Linked DNA regions of Mus musculus: region 2 is linked to region 1. Evidence: chromatin contacts called from public Hi-C data. All regions are on one chromosome and are shown on one strand. The core of a region is the stretch at or near the end of the contact, and the rest is flanking DNA. Distances in the headings are between cores, read along the strand shown.

Evidence for each region. Hi-C and Micro-C count contacts between places; a contact is called where the count stands out from the background.
Region 2: a contact with region 1 is called in a Hi-C map of the N1E-115 cell line, with 9 times the contacts expected there. The contact joins two enhancer-like sites. A contact is called at or near these places in 5 of 39 promoter capture datasets (the 3T3-L1 cell line, 3T3-L1-derived adipocytes, pre-B cells and 1 more), 1 of 15 datasets of contacts at CTCF or cohesin (large pre-B cells) and 15 of 484 Hi-C or Micro-C datasets (3T3-L1-derived adipocytes, the G1E-ER4 cell line, the N1E-115 cell line and 8 more).

What each region holds. Positions count from the first base shown.
Region 1 is chr2:125,658,201-125,662,110 of GRCm38.p6, reverse strand. The region is part of intron 6 of Shc4 (SHC (Src homology 2 domain containing) family, member 4); the gene reads left to right. Among named protein-coding and RNA genes, the nearest start is that of Eid1, 13 kb to the left of the region's middle. Within about 2 kb of position 1,665, at least 63 of the 459 cell types and tissues checked have an H3K27ac peak or open chromatin away from gene starts, as enhancers often do. A contact at or near this core is called in the N1E-115 cell line, where this site is marked.
Region 2 is chr2:125,891,600-125,895,509 of GRCm38.p6, reverse strand. It overlaps Galk2 (galactokinase 2), which reads right to left. Exons shown (of 10, transcript NM_001291002.1): 4 at 2,067-2,157. Among named protein-coding and RNA genes, the nearest start is that of Galk2, 27 kb to the right of the region's middle. Within about 2 kb of position 2,124, at least 9 of the 459 cell types and tissues checked have an H3K27ac peak or open chromatin away from gene starts, as enhancers often do. A contact at or near this core is called in the N1E-115 cell line, where this site is marked.

The sequences.
Region 1 (3,910 bases), core at 416-2,915:
TGTGTACTGTGGCCCAGGTGATTTTTGAGGCGGGGATTTACACAGAAAAAAGCAAAACAAAACTGGAAAGGCCTATGCCAAACTGCTAATAGCAACTGTTTCCGCATGGTGGAATTTGGGGTGATTTTAACTTTCTCTTGGTCTTTTTTATTTTCTTCAATTCTAATAATGAGTATTTGTTATATATTTTCAAATGTTCTCAATTCCTGAATAAAAAATAGTGGAATGAGAAGGTGACAGAACATTGCCTAGTGAGTTAGGATTCTCCTTAGGGAGACCCGCTCTGTCCAAGTGTCACAGGGGACTGGGATTTCCTTTTAGAGGTCCTTGGTCAATAATAAGATAACCTTAAAATGGACTCTGAAGGAAATTCAAAGTCCATTTTATTACAGTTTGAGGAAAAAAACCCACAGGACAGATAGGCTGGAAATCATGGCAGGGGCTTTGGAGAGGAGGTAGGAAGATCAGGGGAGTCGGCCAGGCCTTTGAATTAGGGTCAGGTATGGGAGTCTGGAAGCCACTATAGAAGTGGGATTATGTAGTCTTCACAGAAAACAGTGACTAGGCAAAAATCTTAAGATTTTGGTTGGTATTCAGTGGAGAGATAGAAAGCTGGGGTGGCAGTGGGGTTAGGCTTTATGGTTAGAACTGTAAAGTTCAGAAAGCTTGGCACTGGAGATCTGCAAACAACCGCACAGATGGAGGGGCTTCCGGGTGCTACAAGTAGAGGGACTGCCAGGGGCAACCAGGGGTGACCTCCTGACCGGGAGATTGATGGGCCTGGTTGGGTTCAGTAGTTTACAGTGTTCTAATCATTGAGGTGTGTGGAAATACTATCCATTCCTCAGACCAGCAGGAAGCGTCTTTGCCTTCATCAGCCTCAGTAAAATCCAGTACTCCAACCTTTTCACTTGGTGAATGGGAGGTGAGGCCCCAAACTGACCATGAGCTAGGCATCTGCCCTTAATGCCCTCCGAGCCTGCTACTGTGGGTCTGGAGCCTGATGCCAGCCAGGAACGGGTCTGGGGGATGGGAGACGGGAAGATAGCTAGAGGCGAGGAGACGGAGAGAGGGAAGCAGAAGAAGTGGAGTAGGACCATCAGCAGAGGAGTCCACAACGGAAGGGGCTGAGGCTTGCAGAGAGGGGAGAAGTCCCAGGACACGCGGCGTGGCAGCGTGAGGAGGAGGTCCGGTGAGAGCGACCTTCTTAGGAGGAACAGCACTTTTTCCTGGAGAGGACACCGGGATAGTCTCACGCTGGAATAGTAGGAGAGTGAAGGAAAGAAAACACCTTCAGTTCAGCAGAGAGCCCACAGACTAGGTGACTTCAGAAAGGCAGGAGCCAGACGGCAAGGGTGAGGAGGAAAACTCGACTGGCAGGAAGTGGAGGTGGGCACAGGAGACCAGGCTTCCTGCTAATAATCCTCCATGTGTCACCCCTCCCCCATCGTCCCTCTGCTGTATACCTGGTTCAACGTTTCCATCCAGATCCAGCTGGTATTACGTTTTCCTAACTTGGCTACGGCCCTGTTATGAACTCATCAGTTTATGAAACGCTTTCTTTGTAGAGAAGGCAAGTTAAAAATGTCAGTGTTAGGTCCAGCCTTCTCCTGTAGCTGTCGTGAGGAAGCCCATGCTGTCTTCAGCTTTCCAATGCTGTGGCAGGCTAAGGAGGTTTTCATACCGTATCTGAACTTAGTCTGAGAAAAGACCCCGGTTTACCTGGACTGTTTATGTATAGGAAAGCCATGAGCTGAATATTAAAAGAGAATTGTAAAACCAACGCCCCTGCCAATGAAAAGCAACCTAAACGAATCTGCTAACTTACATTTGTATTTATGCTTGTAAAGTACACAGGCTGCTGTCTGTGAATCTACTGTTCTTGGAGTCTGATGCTTCGGGAGGCATCTACTCCATTTGCGTCCCACAGCACCATCTGGTGGATGATCTGAGACACTGACCTTTATTTCAAGAACTAATTCTAGACAAATGTTGATCTTTACGGAAAAATGAACAATCTGAGAGTGGTGGTGTATGCCTTTAATATCAGTACTCAGGAGACAGAGGCAGGTGGATCTCTGTCAGTTCAAAGCCAGCCTGGTCTATAGAGAGAGTTCCAGGCCAGCCAGGGGTATATAGTGAGTACCTAGAGGAGGTGTGCACTGGGGGTGGGTTTTGAGGTTTCAAAAATGCTCGTTTCATTCTCAGTCAGCTCTCTGTGCCTCACAATGCTTGTAGATCAAGATGTAAGCTGTAAGCTAACTGTGTCATCGCTATGCCTGCCTGTCTGCTTGCTGCCATGCTCCTAGCTATGATGGTCATAGACTCACCATCTCAGAAACTCAAAGGAACAAAACTCTTTAAAAGGCCTTCTACTGGCTAAGAGTAATATTCATTCTTTTGTGTAATATTACCCTTAGGATCCCTAGTGAAGGGACATGCTAAGATTCCTATGATTTTTACTGATGCTCATAGGTAGAACTGGGAGCTTGGGAAAGAAACCAGGTGTGTGCACTGATTCCAGATGTAGACATCAGAGCTCAGGCTGCCATGGCTGTTTTCATGTCACCAAGAATCCCTTGGGAACACGGGATTTCTTATGTATCCGTCTTTTCCCCTTTGCCTGTTAGCGGCAGGTAGGGCAGCTCCGACCAGGAATTCTAGCATTTTGTATATGATTCATGGCAGGTTCCTATGTTGCTTCCCTGTGATCATGTGAACAAACTAAGAGTTCAAAGAGTAGCACTGTCAAAATAGGGGTGTTTGCTAAGAGGAGGTGGGGTGTGGCACGGGCCTAGGGCAGCCTGCCACATTAATGGAGAGAGACAGGAGCCCATGGTGTTTGTTTGTTTGTTTGTTTTTTCTTTTTTCTGTTTATTTTTTCCCTTTTCTACTTTCTGTTCCATCTTCTTTAAAAAAAAAAAAAAAGCCAGCAACAGGGTAATTGAAGCAAAGCAGAAAATTATTTGGAGAACTGCCTATGGACAGACAAAACCAAAACCTTCTAGGCATTCAATCCAGAGAAGTTGCAGAGAAGCTGAAGCGCTTTAGAGTGTGCTCAAGTGGTGGTGGTCGGGCTTAGTGCTTCTGTGTGCCCAGCCTGCTTGTCCTGCTCCTCAGAGGGTTTAAGTTAGTATGAAGAAAAAAAAATACCAGACTTTCTCTAAAGGAGACAGACAGCCTATCCTGCTGTCCTCATAAGTGAAGACCTGGCCGTAGTTACTGTTATAGAACTGTGATGAAACCCCATGGCCAAGGCAACTTGTAAGGAAGGGGGATTTAGTTTCAGAGAGTGAGTCCATGAGCATCATGGCAGGGAGCAGGCAGGCACTGGGCCTGAGCAGTAGGCCAAGGGCTCACATTCTGATCCACAACACAAGGCAGAGAACGCTAACTAGGAATAGCATGGGCTTTTGAAACCTCAAAGTCACCCCCAGTGACACACCTCCTTCAACAAGGCCACGCCTCCTAATCCTTCCCCAAAAGTTCCAACAACTTGGGACCTCATTCAGGTTTCTGAGCCCATGGGGAGGGGTGGACATTCCTCTTCAAGCCACCACAAGTAGCCCATCCAGGACTACACAGATGGTGGCACAGATGGTGGAATTTGAACTCAGCTCTGGATCTTTTTCACAGAGTTCTTCTTGTCTCCCATCCTCTTACCTCTTTCACAGGAAATCAGTGTTGTATGTTTTCTTATTTATGCTGGAGTTTCCAGCCCCCCCCCCCCGTCTTCCTGATTTTTATTTCTTTCAACACGAAGGAAAAAAATTACAGCCATTTTGGTTCTATTTTGCAATCACTCTCATTTTGATTTTGTTTTTTTTAATTGAGCCACATATGTATGAAATTAGAAATGAACAAACAAGAAACCCTCAACTATAATGACATCTCTGTATAATGTGGTACA
Region 2 (3,910 bases), core at 875-3,374, 230 kb before region 1:
AATGTTTTGTCTATTTTTTTTCTTCCTTGGCAAAAATCATGGGCCACAAAAGAAAAGATTCAGTTGGATGTACCTCCTGATTCCAAGTCATCTAAAAATCTCCTTCCAGAAACACAAACAAATTATACACTGAAGACGTGCCATTGCCAACGCCCCGCTGTACAGAACATTAGGCAGCCCACTCAAAGGCAGCAGTCCTTGGGGAACACTATATATTTAACCATAAACTGATCCACAGACTGTCTTGGATGTGAATCATAGTTACAAACTTAGCACGCAATGTTTAAATTCAACAGTAACAGCAGACTGAAAAACACAACTGAGTTGTGCCAAACATTGCAGTAGCTTTATCCCAAAAGGATAACATGTTCAATTTCACATAAACAGACTATCCCTTGGAACTTTCTAGTATTTTAATTAGAAGGTTTCTGGACTGCTAACATTGAAATTACTTTTCTGCCAAAAGGTCATTGAAGAAACCTGTGTTTTTGCACATAAGTTGTCAAACCAAAGAAGATTTTAAGCCTCTATCCAAAATAATACAAAAATATACTATATATACATATATACATATCATATACATATACAGAGAGAGAAAGAGAGGTGTCACTTTACCATATGATACTAAACAGGCATGTTGTTACAAGAAAGGTCAGATTGCATTTGCTGACCAATGCTTCCAAATACCCTAATTCCCACTAATGTGGATGACAATCCAAATGATTTGAAGATTTAAAACAGGCCAATAACTTTTCCCAGAAGTTATTACCATGTGTCTTGAAAAAAGAGCCACATTCTCAAGAAATTAATGCTGCACTCCTAGACCAGACCTCCATGACAACACCCCCAGGACTACACATCCCAAGTTACACCCCAGGACTACACATCCCAAGTTACCCTGACTGGCTTCTATAAGACTATGTCACTGAGTCCTAAGCAGCTTGTGACAATTTCAGATAGTACCCTCCAGGCCACTTGGATCATAAGCTCTCAAAAAAAAAAAAAAAACCAGAAAAGTATGTTTATTAGTTTCCTTTTGAATCACGAAGACAAAAAAAATATTTCTTAATATTCTTAATCTATGATATATCACAAGACTCACTACAACTAAAATAATTATTGAGTGAATGTTAATTTAAAAAATAAAAGTTAAGGGTCTAGAGAGATGGCTCAGTGGTTAAGAGTATCTGTTGCTCTTAGAGGAGGAGGACCTGGGTTCAATTCCCACAGAGTGGCTAACAACAGTCTGTCACTCCAGTCCCAGGGGACCTGATGCCCTCTTTCGGCCTCTACGGGTGCCAGACACCCAAGTGATGCAGGCAAAGCACCCACAGGCATATAAAGAAAATAAGTAGATTGGTTTTTAATTATTAGAAATTAAAATTAAGAACACAAAAAGAAACACAGGAGTGGTTCTGAAAACAGCAAGTATTGGTTTTATCTCTGTGCTTCCTACTCTCCTAACTGTGAGAGAAAGTGGAAATATCGCACTCTCCTAGTCTTATACACAGCACTGAAGCTATGACATTAAGATTAAGTCAATGTTTCTGAGAAACTACTCACAGTAAGACCTTCACTACAACCCTTTTATTCTCACCTGGACAAGCAGTAACAATGCTGGCTACCATCCCCAAATGCCTAAAGGCCCCAGCAAAGTGATGCCCTGCAAGCACTCCTCATTGAATAGCAGTGACATTGTTTCACAGATAAAGCCAAGATTGAACTCAAATTAACAAAGCTGGATTATGCCCATATTCAAACCCATGGCTGCTCAACTCTAAGTCCATTTCAGTATACTCCTGTACATCCCAAGAACAGAATGTAAATACTAGGACAATCTCTCTTCAAGGTGTATTTAATGATGCATAGTCAGTGGAAAGAAAGACCATGACCACTCCTGTGAGCACAACCCAGAGGCAATCATATCCCCTCCCCCCGCCCCTGGCCTTGAAACAGAAGTCAGCAAAATACAAGAAAAGCATCAGTACTAAAAGAAGACCAAAAACATGGGAGTCAATCTGGAATAACATGACTATAATCTCAACAGCTAGTAAGCATCGATTTACCTGAATTCCCTTAAAGCCACACAAGAAGTAGTTGTGCCATAGAGGTTTGGTCTTGTCGATACAGATGTTATTAGCTGTAGTACTGAAGTCTCTGAAAAAAACAAGACACATTAATTTAAGTCTGTACGCCTTGAGAGGAAAAAAAAAAACCAAATCAATGGCTGACTGCTGCCCTCTTGTGACAGGACACCGATACCAAGTCTCCTTTCTTTCTTTCCCCCCCCCCCCTTCTTTTATTTTTTTAATTAGACATTTTCTTTATTTACGTGAGTCTCCTTTTCTATTTACTTAAACGTGTATCTCAGTCTCCAACAGTGGACACCTCCAGATGCTAAAAACCAAGAGAGAAAGTTGTAGTAGCCTTATTGACCAATCTACCTCTAACTGGCCCTTTTTATTTCCAGAAACATCTAGGAAACAACATACTTCAGCATAATCTACACTCATTTTTCCCTTTCAGGTTAGTGCTTCTTAGCTAGTATAAATACATGAGTGCTTTATCCTCTGCGCCTGCTACCAGACAGATGCCCTGGTGAAATGGAAGGTCTCCAAGTTCTCTTTCTCCACATTCTCTGATAGCCATCTAATGTATGATTTAAGAAAAATAAATAACAAACAAAATTTATTTTAAAGAGTCATGACCTATTGTGAGTCTACACTGATATAAAGTTACAAGTGAATAAGCAGCTAAAGGAAGAAAAAGGGAAATTATTTTTCATAATAAAAGGCCAAGCTCAGTGAGATGCTAACAACCTGATCCCTAGAACCCACATGAGGAAAGACAGGAACTGACTCCACAAAACTGTCCTCTGAGTTCCACAATTGTGCTATAGAATGCATGCCATGCATCCACATCTCACACACACACAGAGGGAGGGATAATTAATAAAGTACATCAATTAACCAATATTGAAGAAATAATGGAAATTTAAAAGTATTGCATGCTAGTGGTTTCATCAACAGACCTCTAAAGTAAGACCTTGATGAAAACAAGATATTTACATAGTGTCTACTCATTACCTCAGTATCACCAGCAGCCACTTACTAATTGGAAGAAGAAAATAGGAACTTTGTTAGAAAGTTTCTGGTTCAGCAGGTTGGTCTGCTTCTCTGAATTCCTCAGAAAAGCCTAACTCTCCTCTGTTCCTATCTCTATTCTACACATGCCTTCCCTAACACTTTGGGCTCCTCCCCCCTCCTTCATTTTCTATTGTCTGGAATAGAAAGCATCCATGCTGGCTCTTCTTTAAAGGTTTGGTGGAGTTCAAGGGTAAAAAGTTGTAGACCTGCACTGTTTGTAATATATCTAATCCTTGAGACTTTCATACAATGCATTTTGATCACATTCGCCTCCTCGCACATCTCCATAACTCCTCCCAGGTCCACCCTCACCTCCCCAGTCCCACCTAATTTTGTGTCCTTTTTTAATAACCCATCAAGTCCAGCTTGTGCGCCCCATATATTCCATGCTGTGGGGCCATTCATAGAGCACAGTCAACCTACCAAGGGCCATATCCTTAAAGAAAATTGACTCTCTTCTCCCCAGAAACCATCAGATGTCCATAGCTCCTCAGTTAGGGGGAGGGGCTCACGCCCGCTGATCCATACTAGAATGTTAACTAGCTTTGCCCTATGCAGGCAAGTACAGCTACTTCGTGCTCCTGAGCACAGCAGTCCTGTCACATCCAGAAGACGATCCCATTTCACTCCAGTCCTCTTCAGCATCTGGCTCTTCCAATCTCCCTGCTCTCTCTTCTGCCATGGTCCTTGGGTAGGGAAGTGTGATGCAAAAGTCCCATTTGTACTATCCACTGGCACTATTCTCTGCCCGTGGATCAGCTGTG